Linked DNA regions of Sus scrofa: region 2 is linked to region 1. The links are chromatin contacts, called in public Hi-C maps. All regions are on one chromosome and are shown on one strand. Each heading gives the region's core, a stretch centred on a gene start, on an enhancer-like site or on the middle of the called end of the contact. The rest is flanking DNA. Distances are from core to core; before and after follow the strand shown.

The links. Hi-C and Micro-C count contacts between places; a contact is called where the count stands out from the background.
Region 2: a contact with region 1 is called in a Hi-C map of adipocytes, with 1.8 times the contacts expected there. The contact joins two enhancer-like sites. A contact is called at or near these places in 21 of 47 Hi-C or Micro-C datasets (adipocytes, alveolar macrophages, brain and 13 more) and 1 of 2 datasets of contacts at active chromatin or transcription factors (skeletal muscle).

The regions. Positions count from the first base shown.
Region 1 is chr1:194,778,960-194,782,769 of Sscrofa11.1, reverse strand. It overlaps RHOJ (ras homolog family member J), which reads left to right. Exons shown (of 5, transcript NM_001168417.1): 2 at 85-143. Among named protein-coding and RNA genes, the nearest start is that of GPHB5, 44 kb to the right of the region's middle. Within about 2 kb of position 1,524, at least 4 of the 83 cell types and tissues checked have an H3K27ac peak or open chromatin away from gene starts, as enhancers often do.
Region 2 is chr1:194,861,126-194,865,265 of Sscrofa11.1, reverse strand. No RefSeq gene overlaps it. Among named protein-coding and RNA genes, the nearest start is that of RHOJ, 19 kb to the right of the region's middle. Within about 2 kb of position 2,700, at least 3 of the 83 cell types and tissues checked have an H3K27ac peak or open chromatin away from gene starts, as enhancers often do.

The sequences.
Region 1 (3,810 bases), core at 275-2,774:
CAGGGAGATGCTGGTGGGGAGAAATGCAAAGGCTCCTGATTGAAGCTTTTGCACTTACAGACTCTCCCTTCTCTTCTCCCCTAGTTACCGTGACAGTGGGAGGCAAGCAGCACTTGCTCGGCCTGTACGACACTGCAGGACAGGTATGTTTTTATTCTTTGGTTCACTAAGGGTTTAGGAGGCTGGGGAGACTGATCCATTTGGTTAGGCATCTGGGGACGAACGGTACACATATTACCTCCTGTGATCACCTGGGGCAAATTTACAGTCTAACCAAATGACAACCAAAATATTTTTACTATCTTAAAATATTCATCATTACAAAAAAATCATTATAAGACTCAAGGTGTTGACAGGCAGATAATTCATTTACTGACTGATGATGGTCATGAACCAAACAGCATATTTGGTCAAGAGTTCCCATTTCTTCCTACCAATTCCAGACCCAGGATTGCTGAGTCAATTTAATAAGTTTTAGTTTCAGCCATTATTTCATTTATGTTATATCCTTTTTTTTCTTGGCTGTGCCTGCAGCATGTGAAAATTCCTGGGCCAGGGATTGAACTTGCACCACAGCAGCAACCAGAGGTGCTGCACCACAGGGGAACTCCATCATATTATATTCTTTCCTGCTCTTTATTTGAATTGCCTAACAGGCTGTGGAGAAGTACAAAAAAAAAAAAAAATAGGAGATAGGAATCTGGGAGTAGGAAAAAGATGGATTAAGTGTTAGAAAGAAGAAAAGCCAGGATCCTAGATGTTTTCCCAAAGTGAGGAATAACTGAGGTTGACTCTAAACTCTCTAAGATTCTTGAAATAGTCTCTTTCTGTCAGAAATAGTTCTTCAAGTTGGAGCACCTGGCCAACCAGTAATGTAAGGCCATGGGATGGCACTCTTAATGTTTTCTTAGTTAGCACTTGCTCTACTGGGTAAAAATGCCACCTTATCTTTATTCCCTCCTGCCCCACATACTCCACTAGGAAAAGTTTCAAATGGTACAAGTTCACGGGCTAGAGGGGAAGTGGTTAAGCAATTGATGGCTGTGGCCCAATTTCTCTGACAGAGCTTTTGTAATCGTACATCCTGGGTCATTTATTTAGGTCAAAATCAGCGGGTTGCTCAGTCTGTCCAAATTCATACATCTTAAGTCCTTTGGAGTGAACGTTTGACCATGCTTATTCCCACTGTGAGCTTCCTGATAATAGTCATTTGCAGTTACACATTTTTTTTTCACAATTATCTGGAGATACGTCTTTTTGCTCAACTTGAAACCTCTCTACTAGAAAAAAAACCATAATAAATAAATTTTCTTTGGGGTTTCTGTGTACATTTGCAAGGACCACTGCAGAAATGTCTTGGGATGTCAGAGGCTATGGAGAACTTGGCAATCTAGCACCACCCTGAAGTTTCCTTCAAACTCCCTGGGAGATGGCTGGTTTAGCCAACTCCTCTAGGCCCCGGAGAGTGGAGGAGACCTCTTACAATAATAGCAAGACACAGGACTAGGAAAGGCTGCCCCTAGCTACCCAGGGTGGAAAACTGATGTGGCCCCTCTGAGCAAGGGCTCACAGCACAGCTCCTGCCTGACCACACTCCACTGGAAAGCATTGCAGCAGCAGAGGAAGTCCTTTGGGCTGGAGTTGCCTACTCTCCATCAATCACATGGTCACTGAGGTGTCCACATTCATCAGGACTTCACAGCCTGGAAAAGAGTCAACACCCTTCTCCCCCATCATCATATTGTCTTACTATCATCCACTTTGAAAAGTACAATACAGCAAGGACTGCCACATGACTCAAACTCCTCTGCTTCCCCCACTTGCTACAATAGCCCTCTGTGCCCCATGCGCCCACCCAGCTCTCCCCAATTCCATAGCAACCCTCTGCAACTCTTAGCTTCTGTGCATCAAGTGTTCCCCAAACAACCTCCCTTCGCCTCTATTTAATTCCAAATCCAATAAAACCACATAAAAGCATAAAAGAAAGTTTATTCTTTTCTACTGCTCAGTCCTTTTTAGAAAATTTTAAAAAGAATACTAGCATAAGAGTCGAGCCTCTAAAGCAGTAGAAAAAAATATCTTTGAACTCCAAATGGACACAAACCTCTGACACCAGAGAAAGTGACATGTGCAGACAGACTATAACAACAAGTGGGTTGTAAATATTGCTTTTTCAACTTAACTTCCCCTTTAATGTTTTCCACCAGCGATTTTGAAAGCCCAGAGGTGGACAAGGTTGATAGGGGAGCACAAATCATGGGGAAAAGAAATCAGAACACATCTTAAGGTTCCTTCTAGGACTAAAATTCTATAATTGGAAACTTTAAAAATGACCTCAAAAATGCCTAAAAGAACTGGAATAATTAAGCAAAACAATTTGAAGCTAGACTCAAGGGAGAACTTTCAGCAGTAAAGAAGGGTGAAATATTGAATTGCCTCCCTCAGAAGGATGACAGGTTATCCTTTTGTGGAACAGTGGTTCTCACATGTGAGCAGGGATCAGAAATCACCTGTAGGGCTTGTCAAAACCCAGCCACTGGGTGCCACCCTCAGAGTTTCTGATTCTACAGGTCTGGGATGGTGCCCGAGTATTTACCTTTCTGACAGGTTTCCTCATGATGCTGCTGCTGGTCTGCATACCACACTTGGAGACCCACTCTTCTAAGTCTGGTTCAGGGACCAGCATCATCGGCATCACCAGGGGCCTTATTAGAGATGCAGAATTTCAGGCCCCATCTCCAGCCTATGGAACACATTGAAAATGCATTGTAAGAAGATCTCTAGGTGATTCGTCTGCACATTAAAATGTGAAAATCTCTACCCTGGACGTCTTTGGTGGTTGAAACATTGTTCCCAACATTAGGAGGATGCAGTGGAAAATAACCATTACCCATGGTTCTATAACTCTTCCAATAAGGCTTTGTAACAAATTTAATTTTGAAGCTTTGTCCCAAAATTTCCATTCCCAGCCTCAGAGAGAATAACCTAGCCTCTTCAGGTCTATTGTAGCAACTGCTGTTGAGGTCACAAAGCTAAGGGAAATCTATGACTAATTCAAAACTACTCACTTGGTCAGAGTTAAGAACAAGAAAGAGAGGTGGGTCTCAAAACCAATTGATTAATCCCTGAGCCACTAAAAAGAAATAAGTCTCTGAACCCAGCTATAGGGTTCCATCTTGCTGGAATGTTCTAATTAGATGATCTTATATGAGCAAACCAAGAAGCAGTGCCCTTGTCTTTGTCTCGTACTAACTGTGGCTCAGAGTTAACATAAACAACCTCAAGAAGCATCCTTGTTCAGAAAACTAAAGGGATAGGAACTCATTCCGTCTACCCTCAGAGTCCTCCCTGGACAAAATCATTTGACATGGTTCCCCTCACTCTGCACACCTGTTTGCCTCAGACACCACAGCAGCCCCACCAGCCCGGCCAGACACATGCTTCCAGCACTTCCCAAGCCAGACAAGCATTTGCTAAAGAGAGTTGATAACGAAATCATGTGTTCACACTGAGAGCACAGGGCAGTGCTGTCAGACCAGAGCTCTCTCCCCCAACCCCTGAAACAAACTGACATCTGGATTTGGAGTAGAATCCTCTGAAGACAGACAGAATTAAGGGCTTGGGTTCTTCTGTTAGGTAGCATTTTCAGACACTCTGTGAGGCAAGGACATGGAGGGTTTTCCGCAAGGTGACTCTGTGTGTTAGCCCTCAGCTTGTCCTGGGGAGGCAGCAGGGCCAGCTCTGTGAGCACCTTGGCCTGTGCAGCTCAGGCCCCTGAAGTGTGTTGGTGAGAGGATCCCTGTGACAGGG
Region 2 (4,140 bases), core at 1,451-3,950, 81 kb before region 1:
CTCAGTGTTACTTTCCTGTAACAGAACCCACTGGATGTCCAGACATCACCCAACCCTCTTTGCACCATCCTGTGGGAACTGGGGCTTGTGGAATCAATGCAAATATGTTGATTCTCTGGCTACTGCTCTAGCTGCAAGTAAGAAACTATCCATTATCTTTGATCCATGAGTTTTGTGTCACTCATCATCCACAGTGACCTTTATCTCCCTCTGTTGACTGCCTTCCAGATACCTGAATTTTCCTTAGAGCAACAAGGCCACTCTACCTTGCCCTTGAGAGCTTATATTCTCTGCTTCTCATCATCTGTCCCTCTGAATTGAGAAGCATCCTAACCCCACTGTCCAGATCTTTTTTATTCGAGAAATATCTCCTCCTGGTTATACCACAGAGGAATTCTCGAGTGCTCTCTAGTGAACACAGCTAGCATGTATTCACTTTCTAAGCCTCCACATTTCTTGAACACACACCAAAATATAACACATTATACCACAGGAAGGTAATGGTAGGTATTAGCCATTCAGAACCAGATATTCCTCCTTGGTCTTTTAGTCTAACCCTGCATGATTCCCCTAGGCCATAATGAAAATGGAAAGACCACACAGAGCCCATGTAGCTCTTATGCGAATTTCAGACCTGGATCAGAGAATCTCTCAGACTATAATTTTCCTAGGTGCTCTCCAATTCTATATTTTCAGAAGTAAAATTGCCTAGTATTTGCAGTATATTGCTTAGAAAGATGGACACAATAGTATCTCCCATCCCATATACTTTTTGTAATTAGAGTTTTCCACTACTCTCATAAAGCCATGGAGCCTCCCATTAAGACTGCACTGGCTCTCTGACTTGATTTTACCGAAAGAACACAGTACAAGTGAAGATGTGTGCCTTCCTGTGCCAGGTTTCAGAAACTTTGTGGATTCTGTTTCTATGCTCCTGGAATACCTCCTGCTGGAATCCTGTCTTACACTCTATCAGGAAGCCTAAGCTGGTCATGTGGAGAAGCTACAAGAGAAAGAATCAAGGTGCCCCACTTGCAGCTTCACCTGAACCCAGCCTTGAGCCAATCTGCTAGCTGAAAAGTAGCCACAAGAGTGATTCCAGGCAACAGAAAAACCACCCAGCCAACCCACAGAATCATAAAAAAATAACCACATTATGGGTTGTTATACAGCAGTTAAACAATATTTAAGGCCAGTATTTAAGGAACAAAGACAACTTGGTTTTGAATCCCACTTACTCTTTCTCTTACTAGCTTTGTGCCCCTCACAAGTTATCCAACCTCTCTACAGAGCTAAATGTCCACCTCTTCTTTCATAGGAAGACAATTTTCACTGGATACACAACTGGCAGGCTGTACCACGTTCCCAGACTCCCTGGCATTTGGGAATTATGCAGCCAAGGAACATGAGCAGAACAAATGTGTGCCACTTCTTGGTCTGGACCCTAAGACATTGGACATACACTTCTTCATACTCTTTCCTTTCTGAAAGACTGGAACACATATGTGCCCATAACCTAGCTTCAACCATCAACAACAAAGACAACATACTAAAAAAGAGCCAGAGACAAGGTGACAGGAACCTGGTTTCCTGAATGATCATGTGGAGCAGAAAGACCCACCAGTCTACATGTACTAAACTATAGCACAAAAGAAATAGGCTTCTGTACTCCTTTTTTTTTATAGTTGATTTATAGTGTTGTGCCAATTTCTTCTGCACAGCATAGTGATCCAGTCATACATATATATCCTTTCTTTTTCTCATACCATCTCCCACAATGGTCTGTCCCATCAGATTGGAGATAGTTCCCTGTGTTGTATAGTTGGAACTCATTCCAAATGAAATACTCTTTAAGCCTCAGTATTACTAGGTTTCTTTTTTATAGTACTTTAGCCTTTACCCTAACAAATATACCCTCTGTATCTTAGTTTTAAATAATGCTTGAGATCAATTTGAAATTGTTCAATATTCTTTCCATGAAGGAGAAATAAGAGGAACATTATCAAATTATTAGGGTCTTTTGATATTTTTCCCACAGGAAAATTGTCTTGCAGCAATTGAACACTATAAGAGAGTCTAAAACTATGTTGTGCAAGAAAATGTCTTATAATTTATTATAAAGTACAATGTGTTCAAGGCCACAAAAAAATTTTCATAATTTTTATTTAGTTGAAAGTATTCTAAGAGCACTCAAATTACTCAACCTGCTATTGGGCTAGGGTTAGTTGCTCATGTCAGCAATGTGTATTTTTGAAGTGTCCAATCTCAGTACTTAACCAAAGGAGGTAAGGGTCCTGTTTCAAAATGGATATTAAACATTTTAATTTATTAATAATAAATAAGGCAATTGATTATTACCAGATGTGATACACTACTAAAGAGCATTAGATGTACTTTTCTTTCTGTTTTGTGATCCCTTCCATTACTGTGGGGTCAATCATGGAGACTATATGATTGAATGGAATACATGTCCTGTAATTATTTTTAACCCTTGAGGAGATCACTCGAGGGTGAAGCAACCAGAAATACAGGACTAGGAAAGCCAATTTCTATGGGAGTGGATTAAGCACAAATCCTTTATTTGAATATTCATACTTAAAGGGAATTCTCTCTGAAATCTCATTTAGAGCAGTCCTTATACAACAGGAATTTTGGTAAACTTGTAAGCTTTGAGCAGATGTGGAACAGACAAAATGTAGCCCGATGTTATCAAAGTCTGAAAAAAAATCACAGAACTGTACTACTTTATGTGAGTCTGCCAAAATTCATACTGGATGACTCACTAGAAGTTTATAAAATAAAAATATGCATGATTCCTTACACAAGTATGTTATTTTTCATATTTATGGCTGTTACAGAATTTTTGTTAAAACTGGTGACAGTATGTCTACGAAAATAACCATTTAATTCAAGAATAAGATGAAAACAAGCTTTGTTGCACCTTTCTTCACAAATACATGAATAGATTCTTGATGTTTTAAGGCCTGTTTTGGCATTCTAGGATTGATTAGTATCGGGTGTGAGAGACAAGGATAAAAGCCAATACCCACTTCCAGGACATTAGGAATATTAAAGTCCTCATGTAGGGGGGAGTTAAGGCAATGGTAATTTATGTAAAATAATGTGGATAAATGTTGAATAAAAATCAGACAACCTTGTGGTCCAGTAGGGGTAGAACAAAGACCAGATGTCTCCTTCTGTCTCCCAGATGGGCCGGAACCACATCAGGAATGTGATCTCTACCACCAGCCTCCAAGTTTAACCCCAGGGTGTGATGGAGAAATTTCAACAAATACATATTAGAAGCTGAAAAAATTAGCACTGGTCCCATATCACGTTCAGTGAGCTTGCTTCTATCTTCCTAGTTGCACCTTCCTCCTAGAGATCTGGCGATTAACAAACAAAATTTTGAGTTGTAGATGCAGATGTTCAGGGAAAAGTTTTACTTTAAAATTTAACTCTTTCAGATTACTTACGATAAAGGGACCAATGACAGCTTTATTCTGAAGAATCCTGGCAAATACCACTTTAACCCAGTGACTAAAGTTACCATTACCAATAATCAGGTAAATTGGCACCATCTGCCTCCTAACATGGTGCACTGGGAATAATGCAACCATTATTATATAAGTTACATTGTAACTTATATAGTACTCCTACCCAAAATGCATAACCTGAATCTGATCCTTAGAAAACATCAGCTAAACCTAAAATGGGGAGCATTTTATAAAACACTGATTTATATTCTTCAAAAATTACATCTTGAAAGACAAATAAAGGCTAAAGGACTATCCACACTAAAGATGTAAAGAAACATGATGACTAAAGGAAATGCATAATCTTAGGTTGGAACCTCTGGGGAGGGGGAATGGAGAAGATTACTATGAAGAAACTTGAATAGAGACTGCAAATTATAAAATAGTATAATAAATATGCTATTATTTACTGAATTTGATCACTGAACTATGGCTATATATGAAAATGAGCTAATTCTTAGGAAATATATACTTAAGTATTTAGGGGCAAAGGAATATGACATCTGCAACGTATTCTCCAAAGGTCAAAGAAATATCGTGTATATACAAAGGGAAAAGGCATAACAAAGTAAATGTGGCAAGATGTTAACAACTGTTGAATCTG